Regions from separate parts of the Danio rerio genome. Here region 2 is linked to region 1. The links are chromatin contacts, called in public Hi-C maps. All regions are on one chromosome and are shown on one strand. Each heading gives the region's core, a stretch centred on a gene start, on an enhancer-like site or on the middle of the called end of the contact. The rest is flanking DNA. Distances are from core to core; before and after follow the strand shown.

Region 1 (3,791 bases), core at 645-3,144:
TACCACGCTATCTACGTTTCCTCCAGAGTTTCATGAAATTTCAGGGTGTTTCATTTTTAATTTGTCAAATTTAACTGCAGTTTGGCACTTTCACTTTCATTCAGGAACATTTCAATTATGCCCCCCTGTGACAAATAAAAATACTTCAATAATTCCATTTCTGTTTAGTTTGATTATGACCCTAAACATATTAAATTAATCAAACACTTCTGTATACATGGTAGACTCTTATTCAGAGTATTTTCTTAATCGTATTAAAATTGTTTTATTTGTGTCCATGTAAACGTCCTCATTGAGCAAACAAATCAATATATTAAACTATAAAATAAAAATAACAGGTTTTCGTCTCTAAAGTATGTTTTATAATGCATAGAAAGATCTCTTTCATACACACTCTTAAAAACAAGGGCTCCAAACAAGGGTTTTCAGAATAATGCATAGAAAAACTATTTTTGTTGCCCAAACAAACTTTTAGAGAACTCTTTTAAAAAAAGTTATGTTTGTAAGTCTGAAGAATATTTTGCAAATCTACAGAACCTTGCGAACCTTATAAAAAATATTTTGTGGAAGTGATTACGGAAAGGCTTTTCAGATGTTAAAAGTTCTTAATGGAAACATCAGTGATATTAAGAACCTTTATTTATTAAATGTACAATTGTATCAATAAAATAGTTATATAGCTAAAAGCTACATAACTTTTCTCTCTAGTGTGGTTTCACTATTAGTAGAGACACACACAGATGCATATGTAATTCACACAAGCTCAGTCAATCTCTCACTGTCTCTCTCTATATTTTAATAACTGCATTAATAACGGTTATTAATTGCTCAAGTCTACATTAATAGCTAAGCATGACATTATGAAATTAGCAACAGAGGCTTGGGATGAGACAGATGAAAAATTAGCCCTACACACAAGAATATTTAAAAAAAAAAAAAAAAACAAGTGAAAGGTCTTATATAGTTAAGCATCTGGACAATGTCTTAAGATATGGTGTAAGCATAACTGACTCCGGTCTGCTGAATTTGAAGAAAATAATACACACACAAAGTGTTTACATTATTCTAATTCAATGATATGTTCTCAAGTATTCAACACATACATTTTAAACTAATTACGCAAACAAATCAGATTAAAATCTGCATTTGAAGGTCCAAATCATGGTACAGCAGAAGATTTTATTTATTTTTTCCACCAACTTTCCTGCACATATATGCCTGCATATAGATTATTCTGCTAGTATAAGACTCTGTTAATGGCAAACATTGCAACGACTTGACTGTAACTCAATACAGTATGGCTATTTTTAAAGCAAGACCTTTTAGTGACGAGTCGTGGTGTCTGTTTTATTGTCAGATACTCAGGATTGGTCACAAACATACAAGCATAAACACATTCACTGTGGTTTAATGCTTTGAAGAAATCGGAAATCTCCCTCAAACTGATATGACACCACAGATTGATGATGTTGTGGTGTGACGAAGGGGGTGCAATGGCCCACCCTGTAAAATAATCACAAGCTGGGGTCCACCAGTCTTAAGTTCCCCCAGCTGGACAGTACAGGCTCTGCATTCCACATAAAATCATATACCAGGCAGGGTGGGAGTGTTTAGCATATTCCCACATTCTAGAAGCAAAAAGCCACCTCAGGTATCATTCAACCTTGATTTCTCCAATCAGTGCAAACGGTATCGTCTGGGCTTACAAAACTATTAGGGTATCTGAAGTTATTGCTGGTCGTGTTTTCATTGCCTTCATGCAGCTGTTAGTTGAACGGTGTCAGTGTGTGCGGTTAGTGAAGTGACAGAAAAAATATAGCATAATCCACTTACCAAGAACTGGTCTCAAAGGTACAGTGAAAATAGGAAAAGGCGTGTGGCTGAGAAGTTTACCAATTCCAGGGTACCTTTGACCTGTGGCTGGATCAAGAACCTAAGGCGTGCAAAATCCAGTTGGGACTTGGATGGCAGATCTTCACGGGGGGAGGGAGAGTCCGGGTAAGAAGGGGGAGTGAGGGGTAAAGGGGGACCCATTTGGTCTGCACAGCACTTTGCTGATGGGAATATCAAGAGACTAATATCTTTCTTGCAGATGCTTCATTGGCTAAATATAGAGAGAAGGAGAGAGAGCGGCTGATTGCACATAGTTATCAAATAACTTCACGGGGCAAAAGGGTTGCGGTAGATTTGCACTTTTTGTTCTTTGGTTAATCTCCTTCAACTTGTCAGGGGATTTTCACATTTTAAAACCAATAACGGGTCCCTAGCTGTGCTAAATGTGTTTTTATGATAATGATTTAAGCTCTTAGAGGGTCAGTGTTGGACGGGGAAGCCACTGTTACATTAGTCTGACATGGTTCTAATATGTTATTGGGTGAATGAGAAAATCAGCTGTGTTTCTGCTTCTGTAACAACCTGGACATATATAAATAATAATAGTTCAGTAAGATTTTTAATTTTATAACTAAAATAATTACACCACAACTTCCTTGCCAGTAAAGAAATATATTTTACAAGGCACTTTTCCACTTTGCTCAGAGACAATGCTTATTATATAATTATTCACATATCGTTTGCACCCTATAAAACTGAAAAATTGTCAGAGTCTCTCCATCTGTCAATTCAGGAAGGATCTACTCATAAATAGAATCTAAGCAGGGAAAGCGCCTTGGAGCAGCCATAAAAAGTGCCTGAACATTATCAGCCCTAAATATAGGATGGTGCTCTGCATATGCATGAGAATGGTGCCAGTTTCAGCTGTAGTCGACTCATGCACTCCACTATGTTTAGAGGCGACATTGGCTTTTGATTATAAACTTGGACACAACAGTGGCAAAAAGTAATGTCCAGCCAAGGAACATTTATAGCTAAGTCAAACTAATGTTCTTATTTGTGCTTAGTTGCTGCACCATTGTTTCATTGTAAGAATGCATAGAAGCATATCAGATAATTGCTGCTAATGAAAGGTGTATTTCCTGTATGCTTTTTGTTTTTTGTTCCTTTTTATGTATTTAAATAAAACCCATTTTCTGTGAGCCATATTATTTTTGCCAAATAATTTTGTTAGAAAATTACCAACCAAGTTTAGTGTTTTCCTTTTCCTGATATAACGTTAATTTCATCATGATGGTTCAATTGAACTAGTGTCTTGGTGTTTCATAAAGAGTGAGAAACTGAAATACTCTTGCTCTAACACATAACCAGATTTATATTAGTAACAGTGGGACGCAAGCGCCACCATGTGGTGATTAGTCCCATTTAGTGCAACAACACTGTTGTAAGACAAAAAGAGACACACTGCCGCATATCGTCAGTTATTATAATCAGAAGCATTATAGTGTCAGTGAAATAAAAAATGACTATTTATAAAACAAATAGATTTTTTTCTAATCGTTTGTGAACATGTGAGATGTTTAGATCATGTCTGCATTACATACAAGTGACTTGGAATGACACAAACACATTTCTTTACTATTTCAGGCATGTTTTATTCAAACTACTCAACTATTGAATTAGAAATGCATGAGACTTTCAGTTTTCAGAATTACTTATGTGCCAAAGTTCAACTGAGCTCATCATAAGCACAAGAGACATTAAACACAAAGCAAATGTAAGGAAGACGGACACACTGATTCAATGAATTGTACAACAGCCAAAATTAAGAGCGGTTAAAAAAAGCTTTAGTCTAATATAAAACATGATGACAGACTAACATGGAAAAACACAAAATGGCTCAAGATTTCAACACCCAGTCTACTTTTGCTTTCTTCTGATTCAGTTTCTACATGTAA
Region 2 (3,791 bases), core at 477-2,976, 240 kb before region 1:
ATGCATGTATACCACACAGAGCACTACAATGCTATGCCAGGAGGCTGTTACTAACTTGGCAGGAGCGTGGGTAATAACCTACAAGGGGCAAAAGGAAAAAGAAACAAGTGCATTGGTTAGCAACTCATTTTAAGTTTAACAGTGAAGCATTGTGCTGATGAATGCTTCTCAATGTGTGGAATCTTATAAGATGTATTCTAAAGGTGACAGTACTGAGAGCCAAACTGTAAAATAATTAGTTGACAAACATTTCCCATTTTCCCCAGGTTATCCACTCTGACTCTGACTAGATTGGTGCAAAACAGCAACAATGTAGGACCTATAAACATATTCCACAGTGGTTTGCATGTGAAACGTACGGTTAAGGTAATACAACACTAATAACTTTTGTCCCTTTCACTCAAATTTGATGAGAGATTATTATACAATGTTTTGATCTCAAAATACTCCAACTATAGTATGTCATGTAAATATCCATCTTGATAATTCATTTATGAACTTATACGATGCTCAGCATAATTGAGTACACCACGTATTGAAAATTAATATTTTTCTTCATTTCTCAGTGAATATAGGCAATGTATTTTGGTGCATTTAAACAAAGAGGTTTATTAAACAGATATATTTATTATAACAATATTTTAGTCACCAAACATATTTAGAAATTAAAAGATAATACAATTAAATTCAAGCTAAATATTACAAAAAATAAAAAAATTAAATTACAATCTACAAAATTGTAACATTTTTTGCTTCTCTTGATTCTTCCTTTTTTTCCAATTTGAATTTAATATTTTTCTAGAACATATTAATTTGGGTGTACTAGTTTTTGGACTGTTATTATAAGTTATTTTGTTACATAAGCTCCAGATTTGGCTTCTGACTAATCTAATGCACAAATATAATATTGTATAGCTTCCTATTAAAAATATGAATTTAAAAAATAGATTTTTGAGGGGTGAACTTATATACAGTATGCTGAGCACTGTAACTGTTATGAGAAACAATGTGTTTCACTTTGCAGAAATATAGAGGAAGTCATGCATTTACATTTAATAAGCCTGGGATTCCATTGATTTAGTTAAAGTTTCCCCTTTTGGCATACTCAAATATGTCAGTTCTACTTGTAGAACAGAAATTACACAGTTCACACATATTTCAGATTGATAGTTCAGCCAAAAATTAATTATACACACTCTAAACATTTTTCAAATCTATACAAGTTTAAGTTTTAGTCTTAAGCTGAACACAATAGAAAGAAAATTAGAGAAATGTTGGTAACACAAACAGTTGATCAAATTCACAGACTTCCATTAAATGTCTGAAGGCCAAGATTTTGCAAAGTACCATTTTTATAGTTTATCACAATAAAACAACAACTTGAGGATTAGAAAACAATGACAGCTTTATGTTTTTAATGAACATTTTAGAATCTCTTTAAGAAGTAAAACCATTCTTCAGTTTGAGTGTGTGTATGTGTGTTTGCCAGACTAAAAACAACATATTTGTGCTCACACAATAGTGAATCATTTTCAAAAGGACAAACAAATAAATCATTGAAAAAGAAAAATGGGTTTTAATGTGAGAGCCTCCTTGCAAAGATGTGTAAGGAGGGAGTGAGGGGGATGCAGTATCGGTGAAGTTAAGAAACTGAACCCTGACATTCCATAGCCTTTTATAGCGAGCGCTGCAACAGGTGCTCCCTGACCAGTCTCTATAGTGACTGTGTAACTGTATCACTCCACAGCCTGAGATTTCCTCTGTGCTGTGACACACGCCGAGACCCTTTTTGACTCGTATGAGGAAGAGAGTAAACGGAGAGGGGTACAGGACAATGTCATCCATTCCCCTAATCCACTACAGTACAGCCAAAGTGCATTGCTTTGAGGTTACAAGGTGGAACTGAAACGGTCAAACTGGGAAAGTGATATACAGTGCTTTTAATGTCTCAAAATGACGGCTTGCAGAGTTTTTTTTTTTTTTTTTTTTTTAGAGAAACAATAAAGCAAAAAGACTACTGCTCAAAACAATGAGATCTAGAAGTCTGTTCTTTAAAGATGTCTTTTTATACCCGCATTTGCAAAGCAAAACATTTATTACTTCAGCCTTTAGTGTCACGATCCTTCAGAAATCTTTCTAAGATGCTGATTAGCTTATTAAGAAATACTTAAGTTGAGAAAAAAATCTTTCAGTATTTTTATGGTAAATGTTTTTATAAATGATTATATGACATTTCTGGCTAATGCATAGTTTTGCTACTGAATATTCCAGTAGCTTTAATATTTAATATTTGTATTTACAATCATTAATTTGGCAGACACTTTTATCCACACGACTTGTAAATGAAGACACCGAAAGAAAGTGTCTTGGAATGTCAGAGTAGAATTCTGTTAGAAGAGGGAAAAGATGATAAAAAAACAATATCTTAAAGAAGCAGAGCAACATTATTATGTAAAAAAGAAAGAATAGAAAATAGACAGAAAAAGATGTTACCTAGAAACTGTCAAAGACATGAATGTTTAAAAGAACATCATTTATTTGAAACACAAAGCTTTTGCAGCATTATTAATCCCTTTACTTTTAATCAATTTAATTTATGCTCTCTGAACATAATTTGTATTTTCTTTCAAAAGAAACATGTCTTATTGACCTCAAACTACTGAATAAAGCTTTAAAATCCATTCTTACAGCTAACTTTTCACTTTGAGTCCTCTGGTGGACGCATCATCTCCTATACCCCGATCATTGTACCTGAAGGAGGGCCACTGAAGGGAAAACTGAAGCGTCAGCTCAAATTTGTCTTGTGCATTCATTCAGAGGCTTGAAGCCTTAACTAGATCTCTCTCTCTCTTGTCTGCAGTGGGGAGTGGAGTCAATGTAACAGATGTAACCTGTCTTTTCTGAATGCTGCATGACCGCTGCCATTCTTCTGTCAAAGAGCAAAATTAGCAACCAGGTGGGCCTGAGTTATAACCACAACAGTGATTGTGCCTAATGGTAATGCTTTAGATATTACAACCTGCAATTTACATGGCCAGTACACCTGAAAGTACAGCATTCTTTTTGTAAAAATAAGCTATATTTATTAATGTCACATAAATGATATATTTACCATTTGCCTAACCCTACAAACATTATGCAATAATTGCAATAATTATGGAGAAAATTCTATTTGCAAATTTCAATTTGCCTAGCCTTTTCAAATTTTGTTTATAGCATTATAGTAACGAGAGGGAGAATGTTGAATTTATTGCCATATCAGTCTCCCTAGCTATTTCATGGCAAAACCAGATCATTTTATAAATATAACTTTTCTAAAAACAATTATAACAGTAAAAAACACAATCTGAAATTAATACTACATAAGCTAAAAGTCTAAAACTTGTCTAAGGTTTACTTTTAATACAAATTCTGGCATTTTGAAGGATTCACATTTAAAAATGTTTCCTATAAAATCTTTTTAGATCTCTCCAACCATCCAAAATCATTGTCTGATAACATTATTTTGAAAAAGTATAGTAGACCTATATAGCGCTGAGGTATTTTGTATTGTGATTTGTGCTGAAAAGTCATAAGGTGGGTTTCAGCAACGCTGCACATTAATGGCAAGCAGCATAATAATGCAAATTCTGAAATAAATCATAATGGTCTGTAAATTAAAGTGGTGCCTATTACCTCCTTCTTTCCCCAAAGCTTTTACTATTATTTTAATACTATTATATCTCCTTATATTTACATGTATGTTCCCTTTAGGTGCACTATTATTACAAAACAAAAACTGTATCTGTACA

What was found. A called contact is a pair of places that touch in the nucleus more often than the background predicts.
Region 2: a contact with region 1 is called in a Hi-C map of embryo, with 2.8 times the contacts expected there. The contact joins the enhancer-like site here to the promoter of myoz1a in region 1. A contact is called at or near these places in 3 of 18 Hi-C or Micro-C datasets (caudal fin and embryo) and 1 of 4 datasets of contacts at active chromatin or transcription factors (caudal fin).

What each region holds. Positions count from the first base shown.
Region 1 is chr13:25,409,046-25,412,836 of GRCz12tu, reverse strand. It overlaps myoz1a (myozenin 1a), which reads right to left and starts at 1,894. Exons shown (of 6, transcript NM_205678.1): 1 at 1,834-1,894. It overlaps synpo2la (synaptopodin 2-like a), which reads right to left. Exons shown (of 4, transcript XM_687207.9): 4 at 3,464-3,791.
Region 2 is chr13:25,649,951-25,653,741 of GRCz12tu, reverse strand. The region is part of intron 4 of ldb3a (LIM domain binding 3a); the gene reads right to left. Among named protein-coding and RNA genes, the nearest start is that of ldb3a, 35 kb to the right of the region's middle. Within about 2 kb of position 1,726, at least 5 of the 62 cell types and tissues checked have an H3K27ac peak or open chromatin away from gene starts, as enhancers often do.